Linked DNA regions of Mus musculus: region 1 is linked to region 2. The links are chromatin contacts, called in public HiChIP or PLAC-seq maps. All regions are on one chromosome and are shown on one strand. Each heading gives the region's core, a stretch centred on a gene start, on an enhancer-like site or on the middle of the called end of the contact. The rest is flanking DNA. Distances are from core to core; before and after follow the strand shown.

The links. HiChIP or PLAC-seq counts read pairs in DNA pulled down with a chosen protein or histone mark.
Region 1: a contact with region 2 is called in an HNF4G HiChIP or PLAC-seq map of pancreatic cancer cells. The contact joins two enhancer-like sites. A contact is called at or near these places in 1 of 15 datasets of contacts at CTCF or cohesin (the NIH/3T3 cell line), 3 of 484 Hi-C or Micro-C datasets (bone marrow-derived macrophages, natural killer cells and nephron progenitors), 9 of 115 datasets of contacts at active chromatin or transcription factors (bone marrow-derived macrophages, cardiomyocytes, a colorectal cancer cell line and 6 more) and 4 of 9 other capture datasets (adipose tissue, embryonic stem cells, liver and 1 more).

What each region holds. Positions count from the first base shown.
Region 1 is chr7:49,092,369-49,095,939 of GRCm38.p6, forward strand. Gm32849 (a long non-coding RNA gene) reads left to right here. Exons shown (of 2, transcript XR_391458.3): 2 at 1-3,571. It also overlaps a transcript of Nav2 not described here. Among named protein-coding and RNA genes, the nearest start is that of Gm32849, 53 kb to the left of the region's middle. Within about 2 kb of position 1,478, at least 69 of the 459 cell types and tissues checked have an H3K27ac peak or open chromatin away from gene starts, as enhancers often do. A contact at or near this core is called in a colorectal cancer cell line and pancreatic cancer cells, where this site is marked.
Region 2 is chr7:48,916,046-48,919,951 of GRCm38.p6, forward strand. No RefSeq gene overlaps it. Among named protein-coding and RNA genes, the nearest start is that of Gm2788, 37 kb to the left of the region's middle. Within about 2 kb of position 1,681, at least 59 of the 459 cell types and tissues checked have an H3K27ac peak or open chromatin away from gene starts, as enhancers often do. A contact at or near this core is called in a colorectal cancer cell line and pancreatic cancer cells, where this site is marked.

The DNA of each region.
Region 1 (3,571 bases), core at 228-2,727, 180 kb after region 2:
AGTGTTTGTAAAGTACCCTCCTCACTGAATGGTTTGGATAACCACGCTCTCTCTTGGGCCCCAGTTCCCTAGTCTGGTGAGTGAGGTCTCCTTCACAGAACAGTCTCAGAGTGTCCTGGGACTTGGGAACATGCAGGATCCTCAGTTCAAGTGGACAGTACAATCCAGACACAGTCACGCAGCGGCCCAGGGAGGCTACAGGTAATGCTATAGCAGACTCTCACAAAGGCCTGCCTCTCCCTCTGCAGTCTCCATACCCACGCCTCACCCTTGCAATAAAGTGAGAACTGGTCCAGAGTGCTCCTGTTTCTTTGATTAAAGGAGTGTGGCCTCCAGAGGCTTCTAATTGGCTGATGAATGATGGAGAGAATGCGGCTTCTTTCTCATGAAGCTGACAGGGTTCATCAGGAAGGGGACATCCACAGTGCTGACGCCAGCTTCTTGCCTTCCTCACAGCTGGGGTGTCCCTAGCTATCCAGGCCCTGTCAGGAACCCCTGAGACCCCCAGCTTCTCACAGTGTATGCCTGGCCTCTGACAGACACTGTCAGCCATTCACAACCACAGCCATTGATTTTAGGCAGAGAATACCTTCTGTTTCCTTAAGGCAGTTTCCCTGAATCGGAGAAAAATTATGAAACATCTGATGAGGGAGTTGTGTGTTGTTGTGGTTTTGTTTTGTTTTTTGAAGACAGGAGAGTGATGATCTGCATGCTACTTCATGATAATCCCCTAATGGTGACAAGATCAGGGTCACAGCTGACCAAGGTGGTGCATGCTTTCAATGCCAGCATCCAAGAGGCTGAGGCAAGAAGAGGACCGCCATGGGTGACACATAATGAGTACCAGGCCAGCCAGAGTAAAAATAGAGATTGGCTGTCTTCTGGCTACTTAACCATATCCATGTAAATGAATTCAACCAACCCACCCCTGGGGTCTCACTGTTTACCGTCCGGGTGTGCATTTATTCTTACTGTCTTTTATGAATGTAACGCTCCTTGCAGAAAGATGTTAGAATGCAGTTTTCGTGAGAAAAACTGAAGCCTGGGAAGGTCAGCCCCTTGTCCACAGGTTTTTGGGCTCCAAAGCCTATTGGACCTGTGTCACTCTGTAGGCTGTCACCCTGAGCTTGAGGTAGAGACAACCTTAAAGTGCTGTCCACTGTCCCCTATGAACTAATACACCCTCTCAAACACAAAGGTAACAGTGGCCAAGTCACACCCAGGCCACAGTCCTCCTTGAGCCCACACACACTTCTGACCAGTGGAAACCACCTCATGCCTGCCCTCCAGTGCTTTCAGACATCCTCCTTTCTCACACGGGCTCAGGCTGTTCCCGCTACCAGGAAGGAAGCAGCCTCCTGTGATGTGAGAGCCACGCATGGGGTCTGAGTCAGGCTCACACGGATCTGTATCTGAGCTCTGCCCTTCCTCACCTCTTGAACTGCTAAAGTTCCCTTCCCCAGAAAATGGAGACATGCCAGGACCTTGTTGCTTGATGAGTCAGAACTCTGGCCCTGCCCTGTCTCCACCTGAAACCAGTCTTCTCTGACTCAGTGGTTAACACATCCACCACACTTGGAGCCACCTCCCATGTCCCTTCCTCTCAAGACCCGTAAGGGCGAAGGCCCCACACTGACCTAATGCTAGATTGTATGTTTGGCAAAGCTTAGACACGGTCTATGGAACAATTTTTCTTCAGGGCTCCAATCCTCACCTGCTTCCTCCTGTAGCATCCTAACTCTCTGCATCCATGTCTCCCTGCTTCATTCTCAGCCTACCATATTCACCTCCCTGGGCCCTGCAGCAGTCTATGTTCTCTCTGTCTGGATCCCTCTGCCATACCACTATGTTCTGATCTTCTCCTGGAGAGCTTCTACACTTCATATAGTTTAACATGTAACTCAGGCCTCCTGTGCTCCCTAAGAAAGTTTGTAGACACCCCAGGCCGACCAGATCCCTACCTCCATGTTTGCATAGTCTCAAGACTGCCTTCTTGCCCAGACCCCACCACATAGTACTTACTGTCTTTGCCTACCTATCTACCTCTCCTGTTTGGCTGTGACCCCAAGGACTGGGCCACCTCTAAGTGGAGACTTTCTTGGCTCTTTGGAGCATCTGCCCATTAGGACAAGCACCTTCTGTGAACAGGGTGTGTGTTGGCTACTGTTACCTATGTGGTCCAGACAGTGTGTTAGTTTGTAAGGGGACAACGCTTCAAGGCTGTGTCTACATTTATATGTACATTTTCTGCTTCAAGTTCAAACCTTGTTCATCAGCACAGCAATTAAAGGCAGCGCCAAATGACAGATGGCCCGGCACTGAGCCTGAACCTTGGCTCCACAGCAGGCCTGGAGTAGGGCAGACATGTCTGGCATGGTAGATGCTTTCATTGATCTAGAGTCCATCTCTAAGGGTGCTGCTGTGGAGCCAGCAGGATGACATCAGTGCCAGCAGTGGGGGTTGGGCCTAAAAGGGCCCATGTCACAGTCCCCTAGGATGACTGGGCAAAGTAGACCATCTCTATTCTAATATGGAGACTTTTTGTTTTATGTTGTGTTATAATAGTTAATTTAATTTTATCTGAAATTTATGGTAGGAGGTTCCAGAATCCTACCTTCCAAGTTTCTTCAACATTAAGAATACCCCCACCCTCAGACAACAGCATCCTGACAGTTCCACAGACAGTTCTGGATTTTCATAGTTATTACTCAAAATCGTCATGTCTAGGTTCTTGGGCATCATTTAGCAGGCAATTAAGATATTAGTGTCTGGCATTATGTAAGAACAGTGTTGGTTGACATGATTCTATGTAAAAGACTACAGTGATACCTTCCCTACTTCCTGTTCGCCCCTCCCCGCTTCCTATTAGCCTCTCCCAATTTCATGTTAGCCCTTCCCCGTTTCATGTTAGCCCCTCTCCATTTCCTGTTAGCCCCTCCCCGTTTCATGCGAGCCCCTCCCCCACTTCCTGTTAGCCCCTGGTGTGAACAGACTGGCTGGGTATTACTCTGTGAATGATACTGGCTTCTCCATAAAAGAAATACCAAGTTAGCATCCATATCGATGCCTAGGCCATAAATTTAAGGCAACATACAGTGCACAGCACCAGCATGGACGCCACAGTTTTAAGTCCACCAGTGCTAGATCTTAACTTGGCCACAGTGGGAACCCCAGAGGGTCAGTGGACAAGCAGCCAAGATGAAGCCTCATGGTGACCTCCAGTGGCTTCTTTTCCTCTGAATGTTTCAGATCATCCAAAATGTTTCAGATCATCAATTCCTCTGCCATGTTCCCACCACAGCCATTCTAGCATATATTCTCTCAGAGAGTTGGGGCCCGATCCCTTCTCAGCTATCTACATCTCCATCCAAGTGAAACAGAAGAGAGAGGTGCAGCCCAGGAAGGTGAGTCCTGCTGTCTGTTGTTAGTGATGTGGAAATTATACATCTTGTTTAAGGAGGCACTGACACATCTATGTACACAGGGAACCAGGCTGGGAAGTGTGAGGCAGCCTCTGTGAGGACCATCACATCAGTGGCACTTCTTTTTTTTTTTTTTTAATATTTTTTAT
Region 2 (3,906 bases), core at 431-2,930:
GTGAATTGTACCGCGGTGCTGATTTGTAAGCCCTCTTCTCTGCTTTCCTTTTGGTGCTGTGGTGTTTAATGTGGTGCTTTGACGAAACTCAGACCTAGAGCTATTTGCTGCACATGGGCAGACAGCAGAAAGGAACCCAGTGGTCTCAGGAGGGGGCCTTGGGGGTGTGGGAAGAGAGAGTAGAGCCTCAACTGTGATGTTTAGCAGACGAGGGGATCATACATGAACTCTATGGGGCCTGATCTCTGGTCTTTTACTCTGAGCATCACAAGCAACCCCCTTACCATCTGTAGACTTTACTGCTCGGATCTGTGAGATGAAGATTCTCTAGGTGTGAACCTCCTTGGGTCCTTACAAGTGACGAATTAGGTTGTTTGTCTTAATAAACATTTTCTGTTATTAGAAATTGAAAGCTAGCTTTTTACACACACACATACACATATGTATTTCCCCTTTCTATTTCCATTGCCCCCTTGCAGGGTAATAAGCTAAAAAGCATCTAGTGACTGATTTTGGAAACAGAATAGTCAGTCCTGTGAGAACAAGAGGGGAGAGAGAGAGGGAAAGACTTAGCCCGGTGGAGAAAGAAAGACCAGGGGTCTTGGAGACTGTTGAAGTAAAAGTCAAGAAGCTTGTGTGCGGATGTTGCTGACAGAATAAAGGTAGAAAGTTGGTCTCCAAAGGTGACTGAATGGAGCGGGGGATGGGGGGATGTTGGGGAGCTGAGACAGGAGTCACAGAGACTATTAGCCTGTGCGGGTAGGCACACACACATTGTTTTCACATGGCTATACATGTTCATGGTTTATTGCTGCTACAGTCACTGGGTAAGTTGTAAGGGTCTGCCTTTCCCCTTTCTATTTCCATTGCCCTCCTGCAGGGTAATAAGCTTCCATTTCACACGTAGTTTTATTTTTAATCTTATTCTTCTCTGAGGCAGGGCTCTCTCTGTAGCCTATTCTAGCCTCAGACTTTCCGTGCAGTCTAAATTGGGCCACCAGAGCTCCTTCCTCCATTTCCCTGAGTCCTGGATCAAGGCACATCCCATCACTGTGAGTCCCACACACCTTTTGGTACTCAGTTCTTCCACTTCGCCTCTGCCAGCTGAAGCCAGAGCAGGCTTACCTGCTGTGGAATCAGGAGAAGGGAGAGAGTACAGTGTGACTTCCTGTTTGTTTCTGGTCACCATCTCCATTATCCCAGTTGCTCATCACCCCATCCCTCTGTCACCCGGCCAGCCCTCTGACACTCCTTGTTACTCAGGCCTTTTGGCAGTGACCTCTCATGTCAGGAGAGCATTGCAACTCTGGCTTCGTTTTCACCCTCCATTCTCAGAGCAGTCTCAAGACACCACATTTGTTAGCATCCTTCCCAATGCGTGGCTCCATCTCTGAGGGCCTCCCTTTGTGCCTGTCTCAGTGCAGCTCCAGCATCCTCTTTGTCTTGCAGTTCTCTGATTCCTGGTGAGAAACAATTCAGGTCAAGTAATCTCTTAAAATTCCTGGTGTGGTTTCCGCTTCCTGACGTTGCTTTCTTTAATATCCTGTCCAAACTTCACTCTGTTCAAATGAGCCAGTTGAGAAAGGAATGTTAAAGTTAAGAGCAAACTTTGCTCCGAAGGAAGGGTGTGGATGTTTCCGCTTGTCCCCTGGCTCTGGACTGACTCACTGCTGTGCCTGACTTTGACTTACCACATCCCAGCCCCAGAAGATGCCCTGGAGGTCTGGCACCTAGTGGCTGTGCTTTGGGGCTGTGGGTGCTGCCACAGACACAGGCAGAGCTAAAAAGCATCTAGTGACCGATTTTGGAAACAGAATAGTCAGTCCTGTGAGAAGGAGAGGGGAGAGAGAGAGGGAAAGACTTAGCCTGGTTGGAGAAAGAAAGACCAGGGGTCTTGGAGACTGTTGAAGTAAAAGTCAAGACGCTTGTATGCAGATGTCTTGTATGCAGATGTCGCTGACAGAATAAAGGTAAAAAGTTGGTCTCCAAAGGTGACTGAATGGAGCGGGGGATGGGGGGATGTTGGGGAGCTGAGACAGGAGTCACAGAGACTATTAGCCTGGGTACTGAGGGGTGGTTTCAGTCTCTGCCTTACCTGCTGATAATGAAAGGGCCGGCACAATAGGTAGGTCAACACCACTTTCCTGCTCTGATGGTTTCCAAAAGAACTCGCCGCCTCCCTGCTGGGGTATTTCCAGAAGCCTGTTTGAGACCACTCACCATGACCTCCTCTTTCAGATTCAGGATCCCATCCCCCCTCAACCCCCTGCCTTCTGTCTGTCTGCCTCTCCTTTTCTCTTTCCCCTTTCTCCTGTTTTTTCCCCTCTTTCCTTTCTCTCCCACCTGCCTCTCTTACACACACGCGCGCGCGCACGCGTACACACACACACACACACTTCATGCACGAGGCACACTTGGCCTCAGATGAGATGATCCTTTGCAATCTGCCCTTAAGCAGTGGTCCGAACAGACCCACCTAGCCAGGCTTTAAGAGCAGCCCCTGCCTGCCCTCTGATCGTTGGGTGGGTCCCAATATGACCAGTTGGCTTTACTGACTCAAGGGACCAGGTGCTGTTGCCAGCCTGGGAGAAGGCAGGGGCTCTGGTGAAAGGAACTTGTGAGTCACCATTGGGGTGCCTTGTGTAGTCATCTGTGAGTCCAAAAAAAGACGGTTAATGTCTTGACCCAAAATGTGATCATCCTGATTGAAAGAAAACCTCTCCTTTACTTCTTGGGAGACTGTTCAAAAGGAGGCAGGGGTGCATATACTGCAGGAACCAATGTTCTTTGAACTAGACAACTGTGTCATAATGTAAGGGTTACAAGGAAGCTCTCTACTGGTATCCAGGTCCTAGCTTCTCCCGCCATTAAAATCTGTGTCATCAGGGCACCTTCAAAACTTGAAGGAAAATTATTAACATGTTGCTAGTAGTTTCTAAACTCCAGCCTCTGTTCCTATGTTACCATCCTCTTCTGGATTCTATTTGGGATACCACACTGCATGTGGGGGGTCCTGTCTCAGTTTCTGTCTTTCCTTAGCTGTGACACCTTGAGGGATACTAGCATCCCTTAATTTTAGTCTGCCGGTGTTTGTCATTAGACTGTGGGTTACAGATCTGGGAGGAAGACCCCCACACCCGCTTTAGCACAGCTGTGAGTCATACACAGACACTACTAGCTCAACCCATCATGGGTGTTTCTGCATGCAGAGCTCAGGGTCCAGCTCCAAGGATGCTCCTATGACTGTGGATTGCCATTCAGAACAACACTAGAAAGGGGGTGGCTTAGGAATGGAATGAGTAGCATATGTATCAGGAAACAGCCTAGAAGTCATAGCTCTGATAAACTGTATCTCTTCTCTTCTCTGGCACTAGTGAGCAGACCCTCCCAATCTTCTCAGCTTATTTGTGTGGTCATGGTGAGACACCTGACTATGGTGAAACACTTGATGATTCACAGTGTGGCTTCTTGGGTTGGATGCTAGCTTTGATGAAGTTAATCTTAGGTTTCTATTATTCTGAATCTTTCTTCTTTTTCTTCTCTGTGAGTTTAGGATGACGGCATGGTACCTACCTTAGGATGAATTTGGTTTACTCACATAAAAGCACGTGAGAAAGAATTGTGCATAGTAAGTGCTTCACGAACGTCATCCACCTTCCTCAGCATGGTTAATGCTGAGAGCTTTACTGTCCCTGTGGTCATGTGGCTCCCATGCAGGCTGGGCTTGTGAAGGAGCCCAGATATGTGTGGGAGTTTTGATCCAAGAGCCCTTCAGCCAATCAAAAACTTCTGTGAACACTTAACATATTGCATTCTTACTTGTGCTGGCTAGACTGTTAGACTAAATAAAAACAAACCAAGAAAACTCTCCATACAAAAAGCACAACTCCTTTGGGAAAATATGGT